Regions from separate parts of the Sus scrofa genome. Here all the other regions are linked to region 3. The links are chromatin contacts, called in public Hi-C and promoter capture Hi-C maps. All regions are on one chromosome and are shown on one strand. The core of a region is the stretch at or near the end of the contact, and the rest is flanking DNA. Distances in the headings are between cores, read along the strand shown. Region 1 has its middle 84 kb from the start of CAV2. Region 2 has its middle 42 kb from the start of CAV2. Region 3 holds the start of CAV1 (caveolin 1).

Region 1 (2,700 bases), core at 143-2,642, 110 kb after region 3:
ATTTAGAGAAAAGGAGCTTCTAGGAATTGTTGACAGGTGTTTCACTGAGCTGTTACTAGGTGAAAGAGCCACCAAAAAGAAGAAGGAAAGAAAATCTCGTGTTGAGTCCCTATTTTGTGTCAGTAGTTTTAGGCATTCTGCTTCTGTTATTAGAATATTCTTTATAAAAACCTTGTAAGTTTTATCACCCTATTTTTATAATAGAGAAACAGAGGCTAAGTTAAGCAACATATCTTAAGAGAAACAGTGAGGCAAAGTGGTCATTAACACAGTCTCTGGAGTCAGACTGTCTGATTTAAACCTGGCTCTGCCACTTATTAGCTGTGTGACACTGGACAATTTGTTTAACCTCTCTGTGCCTTGATTTTCTTAACTGTAAATAGGGGAAATGATAATACATACTCTTAGGGTTATTGTGAGAATTAATTGCTACTATATGCAAAGTAAGTGGAAGAGTGCCTGGTACTCAGCAAATGTTATAGAAAGGTTTTATACTATTATTATTGTTTTAAATTATTCAACCATAAAGCTATTAAGTAACAGAGCATGAATTTGAACATATATGAGTCTTACTGTTTTAAATAAAATGTATTACCGTACATAATTCAATACCATATAACAGTGAGGGAAGGCATCAGCTCAAAGCATCCTAGAAGATTTAGAAAATATTGCTGAATTTACTTAGTTTTCTGAAAAAGCTAAAAATTTTCTCCACGAATGTTTTTCAATTAAAAAAAAATTACTTTGTGGTATAATTTTCTTTTTTACTTTATATTGAGGGTGAAACATCAACTAGATTTTTCTCAAATGCTTCATATTTAAATAAGGAAAGATGAGCACAAGGAAGCCTACACAAGGATTCCTTAGACTGCTCATGCCATTTTCCCTGTGATTAAGTCTTAAGCTGTGAATACAACTATATGCTGAATCTTGTGAATCCTTTTATAGAGTCTCTAAACATTGAGTGATCTTGGGAATCCCAACACACCTTTGCAATGTTTTACATTTTTTTTTAAGAAACAGCAAAAAACATAAAAATAAAAAAGTGCAAATGTGCCATAACTGCAAATTTATAGGTTTTTCGTCACAGAGATTGTTCAAATATTATGTCCTCATTATTGCAAACAAAAGGGTCAATTCTTAGTTCTTTTTCCAATGTTGCAGTGGTAGTGTTTCATGGTCCCTAAAATATGACAGGACATCAGAAATATCTGGTTTCAATATAAATACCAAATGAAGAAAATGAAAAATTTAAAAAGAAATCCTGTTGTGTGAATGGTATAAATTTTAATCCAAATAAGGTTAAAAGTGGCCCTTTATAAATTCAGCCCAGAGGGGGGAAAATGTAGCTGGGCTGGTAAATGTGTAACAGCTGGCAAGCCTCTGTTGCCAGCTCTTATTTTAGATTACTCAGAGTCCTGGCTCTATGAAGTGTAACTCTGAATCTCAAAGAACCTTCAGAGGAGATATTTTGAAATTTCATTTCTTTTTCATTTTCTTGGGCTTATTAAGTTAGTAGATGCAAAAGGAAGTGTGACTTAAAAGAAGGTATGTATGATGATGAATAACAAATCAGAAAAGGGGAGAACTATAGCTCTCCTTGAAATGAGTTTTAAGCTGCTGCTTTCACATTACCAGTTAAACTATTGTGAAAACTTGCCGTTGACTAATTGCATGCTAGCTTATTTAGAAGAGAAAGTCTGAAAGCCAATTAAATAAATCTGAAACGGTTTTACTCCCTGAGCTGTCTCAAAGTACCTATTTATAAAGTATGCTGGGGCTTAGGATACATTTTTAAAATGTTAGTAACAGATTTCAAAATCCTATGAATTTTATGGTTATTTCATTGAAGGGATTAAAATGCGTTACGGATTTTGCTGTTCTAGAGAATAGAAATTCAAAATAAAAACTCAGTTTGCATAATGCAAAGGGCTGTCTCTAGTTGCAGACTGCTTCGGGCTTCTTGCCTGCAGTCTCTATTCCACCCCGTGTTAGTATTAATTATTATATTTTCACAGGACTGTATTGACAATGCCCAACTAACTTAATCTGACCTGAGTGTGAATAGAAAAGTTATTTTCTTTCTTTCTTTTTTTTTCTTTTTTTTTTTTTTTTTTTTGGTCTTTTTGCCATCTCTTTGGGCAGCTCCTGCGGCACATGGAGGTTCCCAGGCGAGGGGTCGAATCGGAGCTGCAGCCACTGGCCTACGACAGAGCCACAGCAACGCGGGATCCGAGCCGCGTCTGCAACCTACACTACAGCTCACGGCAACGCCGAATCGTTAACCCACTGAGCAAGGGCAGGGATCGAACCCGCAACCTCATGGTTCCTAGTTGGATTCGTCAACCACTGCGCCATGACGGGAACTCCAGAAAAGTTATTTTCATTTTTAGTATAAAACATTTATACATTACTTTTTTAGTGTTTTGAAGTGTTAGGTATAACTCGTAAGAACCTATTTTATTGCCCTTGTTATACAATTAATTCAATCAGTCAAAGTATGACCACTGATTATTACCCAAAAAACCCATTTATGATCAATAATTTCCCCATGGGTGCATAGGATTCCACACATTTTTCCTAATCAATCAGAATTTTACCTTTATTTCCACGCCTTCCTACATTAAAATTCTTTTCCTCTTCCTTGAAACTTATGTCTTTCTGATCTCTATCTACATTTCATCTTGTGCTTTTCCCTAG
Region 2 (2,700 bases), core at 173-2,672, 67 kb after region 3:
CACCTAGTTTAGGATGATTTATGATTTACTTTTTTTTTTTTACTTCTTTGATTTTAACTTTATCAATAATGGATATTTGTTATTTGTGTGATAAAGAAGAAAGAACAATAAAATGAAGCATTTACCCATCTCGTTTTACTCATAAGACAAGGAAGGTAGGATTTAACAACCTAAAAGTCTAGTCTGATCTTTAGCACATTATTTCTCTTTCAGATATACTTCACCATTATTAGCACCATATAGATCCATGTTGTCCAGTAGAATTTTCTGGAATGCTGGAGACATTCTGTATATGGGTTGCCTAATACTCTAGCCATGTCTGCCTAGTAGCTACTGAGCACCTACAATGAAGCTATTGTGACTAACTGCACCTTAATATACTTAATTTTAATTAACTAAGGTGGATATAGCCATGTATAGCTAGTGCTTTCCATATTGGACAATTCAGACTGACAAAGAGCTAAAACAAAAACCCTTCACAAGCATCTAAAAAGTATTATAAGGTAGGGATATGAGATTAAGAGATAGAAAATACTATGTATAACAGATAAGCAGTGGGAATATATTATACTGCACAGGGAAAGATAGTCATTATTTTGCAATAACTTTAAATGGAGTATAATCTACAAAAATATTGCAGTCAATGTTTTACTCTTTATTTTTTTTTTTCAAAATGATCTCAGAAATGAATTGGGTATTTCTAGTGATCTGAATCAGTTAAAAGAAAAGTAGTAATGCTGTATACCTGAAACTAATATAATATGGTAAATCAATTATATTTCAATTAAAAAGTATTGTAGCATTATTTGTGATTACACAAAACCTGTATTTATTTGCAAGTAGTTTTTCAGATGTTTATTTTCTCTAAAAATGATTAGATGTGGCTATAAAATGGAAGCCTATACTTATCAAAAGTGAACTAGAATTTTTCTATAACATTATTAGTTACAGGAGAAATTAAGAAGAAAGTAGTTCAGAACTAAAATGAAATACTACAACAATCTTAAAAATCTATAAAATAGTCACATGCCATTGTCCTTGATTCTAATATTTCAGAAAAGCGCAGGTGTATGTTGAAACATGTTAGACTCTCATCAGCTCTAGTAGTAGGGGAAGGAAATAAGCTAGGAATAAGTAGGACAGAGGCTGGTGAAACTTCCATCCACGGGACCTGAGCTTTCATGAGTAGTGAGAGGTATATAACAAGATGGATATTGGTTTTAACAACTCCCTCACTATGGAAGAAGGTATATGTAAATGTAAGCTAGTATTACTAAAACAAACAAACATTTGAATTTAAGAGTAGAGAACCTTTAATTATTGCTATGGGTTCTGGTAGGTGCAGTGGATCTTTGTAAGTCATAAGGCAAAGAGTCAGAGAGAGAGCGATAAGGGGTAGATATTTGGAGTAGCTGAAAGATTGAGTAGACCAGGCTATGAATAGAATTCATGGTACTCCCAAAAGGCCGCTGGATACTTTACAGGACATATTTGGCAAGTAGAATGGTTTGCATTTTTTGGCATTGAGGGGAGGGGTGATGATGGTGATGGGAAGGAAAACTGTAGTCTAAATTGCTAATTGCCAGTCTTTTATCAATTATTTTTCAATAAGTAAGTTTCATAAAGAAAAAAACTGTATGTTTGGTTAACTCCTATATCTACAACATCTGGTTCAGTGCCCGGCATGTTGTTGGTACTCTATAAATATTCTTTGGCTAAATAAATAAAATAAGACTTTTAAAAATAAGTTGGATATTGTAGAGAATATGGTCTCACGCATTAGTCTAGATGTTGGAATAAATGACCTTTAAGATCTTCCAACTGAAATGACATGATTTCATGTATAAACAACACTTGATATTTTAGTTCCAACCAAAACATCTGGCTATAAAGCTAATGTAATTTCCTAGGACTCCAAGCATTGTTTGTTATAGCCACATAAGTATTGTTTGAATTTTTAAAAATTAACACAAACATGTTAGTTAACTTTAACAAGGCATCATGTTTTCAGGGGCAAAGCGAATCAACAGATTCTGGCATTATGCAGGTCAATATTTTACTCTATCATTTTTCAAAATGCTGTTAGAAATTAATTAGATATTCTAGTGGTTTGAATCAGGTAAAACAAAAGTAGTTTTGGAAAGTTGCTTTGGGATACATCTCTCTTTTTTTGCTTTTTTAGGACCACATCCGAGGCATATGGAGGTTCCCAGGTTAGGGGTTGAATCATAGCTACAGCTGCTGGCCTACACCACAGCCGCAGCAACTTGGGATCTGAGCCATGTCTGCGACCTTCACCACAACTCATGGCAATGCTGGATCCCTGACCCACTGAGTGAGGCCAGGGGTGGAGCCCAAATTCTCATGGATACTGGTCGGATTCATTTCCACTGCACCAAAATGGGAACTCCCAGTAGAATATACTACTATGTAGTACAATCTGAAGCTTAGCTTACTACTTTACATTTGATTTTGATTTTAATTTTGTTATGAGCTCATATACAACTACATATGATTTAAGTCTTCCTGAAAAGTAAGAAGTTAGGATATATTGCAGAATTATCTGTTAATCAGCTCATTGCAATTTCAGTTCTCTGTTTTACTAAAATTGTATTTGCCATGTTTAAAACTGATCTCAAAGCTGACTTCAGTATACATGTATGCATCTGTTTCTTTATTTGATGAGTTCTGTACTTACTG
Region 3 (2,720 bases), core at 144-2,643:
CTTAAAATCGAACTAACCGCTTCAGAGGCGGTGGCTCCGCGCACAGTAAACTCCTTGGCGCCGCAAGCTTTTTAAGAGGATCGAGGAGAGGACACCACACCCCTCGGTACCAGGCAGGGAGCTCCTGCCTCCCCCGCCCGCCACCGCCAGGGGTCAGGACAAACTCCGCTGCCCGGTCAGCCCTGGCCCCAGCTCTGTGCAAGCCCTTGCCCGCAGCACCCCGCCGAGACCCCCACAAGGGAGAGGACCTGACTGACTTTTCTTCAGCCTCTCTCTCCGACACGCCACCCTCTCCCGAGTGCTTCACCTGCTCGCGTCCCTGGCCCCCATTTCCTTTCTCTCCATAATCCCTTCTAGTTTCATCCTTAAGATCCCTTTTGAACCTCCGGTCCCACGGAGTGACTTTATTTTCGTTGCTGCCTGGCTGCGTCTCACCTCCCTTGCATCTGCCCGCGTATTTCATTCTCCCTCTTCGCTCTAGGTCCCTCAGCAGCTCCCTCCACTCCCCAGTCTTTGTGCATCCCCAGTCTTTGTGCGGAGCCGAGTGTCAGACCCCCTAAACTCCTCTAGAACAGTATCTCACCTGCACAGCTTCCCCCACCCACCCTTAGGTCACTCCTATGCAGTCGGCCGGTCGCTGCACAGCGGCTGCTTTTGGGAAAACGAGGTCTCCACACCCAGGCGGAGCCCGAGCGCCAGGAGGTGGTTGGAAAGGGAGGGAGACAGTGTTAGGGAGGGAGATAGTGTCAGGGGGAAGGGAGGTGTGCCCCTCTCCCGACACCCCTGCAAGGCACCGATATGCGGGAAGAGTTCTTGAGGTGGCCCAAGAGGTTCGGAAAGTGCAAACAGGACGCGCGCCCGCTGCCCGGGCCAGCTGGTGCAGGCGCCTGGCGGGGATTGTCCCCAGGACTGCGGGTGAATAACCTCCCACCCAGCGCTCTAGCTCTCCGCCTCCCAGCAGGCAGGGGCCAGACCATGAGGGTCCCCGCATTAAGTCAGCACCCCTGAGCCATTCAGAAACGCTTCGTCGGTTCGGCAGACCTAACTTCAGGACCTCAAGCACCATCTCTTCCGCGATCTTCTAGCTTAGGGTCTCCCTTCCTAATAGAAAACATAATAAAACATTCCTGCCTCCTCTTCACCTCCCCGCCCAGGCCCATTCCTCTGCAATGCCAGCGCGAGTGCTCCAAAGTCGAGAGAGAGCTGGGGCAAGCAAAGCAGTTCGACTATTTGGAGTGGGAGATAGCAGAAGCAGCGCTCCTTGCGAGCGAGCCCGAGCCGAGAGCGCACCCACCCAATCCTACCTCTGAGTCTACGTATTTGCCCCCCGACATTCTGGCCCCGTGGCTGGATGAAGGCTCTGAGGAGATTTCCCTGGGCTGTGATTTAAAGGAACTGAGGAAGGAAGATCTTGTATTGTATGGGGGGCGGGGGGGGAGGCACTGGCGGGGGGGGGGCGGTGGCTGGGAGGGAGCCTCTTGGCAATCGGCCAAGGGTTTGTTCTGCTCGCGGTTGGCGGGGATGTGCTCTGTGCCGGGTCTAGGCACATCCCCAAGGTTCTGGCAGCAGAGGGCGGGAGCGCCCGTAGGGAGCTAAGAGCAATGAGAAAGCGTTTCACTCGCACTGGGTTGCTTTGGCAGATATTTTAAACCTGGGGCAACATTTTTCCAGCTGTAAGCCACTGAGAGGCATTCTGAGGCGGGCAGATGTTTTCGCAGTGCATCATCCCAGCAGGGGTGGGGAGCAGAGGGAGTTGACTCCCTGCCGATATGCCTAGTATGGGCACCCAAGCTTCAGGAAGAATTCTGCCCTCTTCTAAGCCATTTGTCTTCATGCTGCCCAAGTTCCATCGCTGCTTAAGACACAACTGTCTCCTCTTTTCACAGAGGAAGGGATGAAAAATGTCAGGGAACTTTTAGGTACATTTCACATCTAAACACAAGGAAGGAATCTGTGGGGTGTGTGTGGGGGGCGAACTTTTGGTGACACTGGTTTATATCTCCACTGTGTGGACGGAAACTTGGAGAAGCAGGCAGGCAGAATTTAACAATTCCCAACCATTTCTGAAATGCTTCCCAAATGCTTTGAAATAAAAAGCAAAAATGTTTAACTTTCGTAATATTATCACTATTTTTTTTTCTGGAACAGAGATTTGTGCCAACAGGTTAATACATAAAACATTTACAATTATACAAATATTTGATTGTTTCCAGTTTACCAGAGAAGGTTCATTTTTAAAAATGTGCTTGGCTGTGAGTTAAGGGAGGCTTGTTTTTTCTAATAATTAATTAGAATGTTTAAAAAGTTGTTAGCAATTAAAGTATTTTATCTGTTCCCAAATTGAGGGCTTCTCTCTTTACCTTATGATAATGCAGCACAAAATGAATTGAATCGGTCCTTTTACTTTGTGGCAATAATAAGGAAATTCACTATCCAAAAATGGAAAGGACATTTTACATTACATTCCACATGCAATCAAAAGTCAAATTATGGAGTTCCCGTCGTGGCGCAGTGGTTAACGAATCCGACTAGGAACCATGAGGTTGCAGGTTCGGTCCCTGCCCTTACTCAGTGGGCTAACGATCCGGCGTTGCCGTGAGCTGTGGTGTAGGTTGCAGACACGGCTGGATCCCGAGTTGCTGTGGCTCTGGCCTAGGCCAGTGGCTACAGCTCCGATTAGACCCCTAGCCTGGGAACCTCCATATGCCGCGGGAGCGGCC

What was found. Promoter capture Hi-C pulls out the DNA fragments that hold promoters and counts their contacts. Hi-C and Micro-C count contacts between places; a contact is called where the count stands out from the background.
Region 1: a contact with region 3 is called in a promoter capture Hi-C map of liver, with 2.7 times the contacts expected there. The contact joins the enhancer-like site here to the promoter of CAV1 in region 3. A contact is called at or near these places in 1 of 5 promoter capture datasets (liver), 6 of 47 Hi-C or Micro-C datasets (embryonic fibroblasts, fetal heart ventricle, heart right ventricle and 3 more) and 1 of 2 datasets of contacts at active chromatin or transcription factors (skeletal muscle).
Region 2: a Hi-C map of fibroblasts shows a contact between it and region 3, with 1.6 times the contacts expected there. The contact joins the enhancer-like site here to the promoter of CAV1 in region 3. A contact is called at or near these places in 3 of 47 Hi-C or Micro-C datasets (embryonic fibroblasts, fibroblasts and heart right ventricle) and 1 of 2 datasets of contacts at active chromatin or transcription factors (skeletal muscle).

What each region holds. Positions count from the first base shown.
Region 1 is chr18:29,790,294-29,792,993 of Sscrofa11.1, forward strand. No RefSeq gene overlaps it. Among named protein-coding and RNA genes, the nearest start is that of CAV2, 84 kb to the left of the region's middle. Within about 2 kb of position 1,393, at least 9 of the 83 cell types and tissues checked have an H3K27ac peak or open chromatin away from gene starts, as enhancers often do. A contact at or near this core is called in liver, where this site is marked.
Region 2 is chr18:29,747,854-29,750,553 of Sscrofa11.1, forward strand. No RefSeq gene overlaps it. Among named protein-coding and RNA genes, the nearest start is that of CAV2, 42 kb to the left of the region's middle. Within about 2 kb of position 1,423, at least 3 of the 83 cell types and tissues checked have an H3K27ac peak or open chromatin away from gene starts, as enhancers often do.
Region 3 is chr18:29,681,058-29,683,777 of Sscrofa11.1, forward strand. It overlaps CAV1 (caveolin 1), which reads right to left and starts at 1,394. Exons shown (of 4, transcript NM_001348935.1): 1 at 1,305-1,394. The coding sequence starts at 1,334.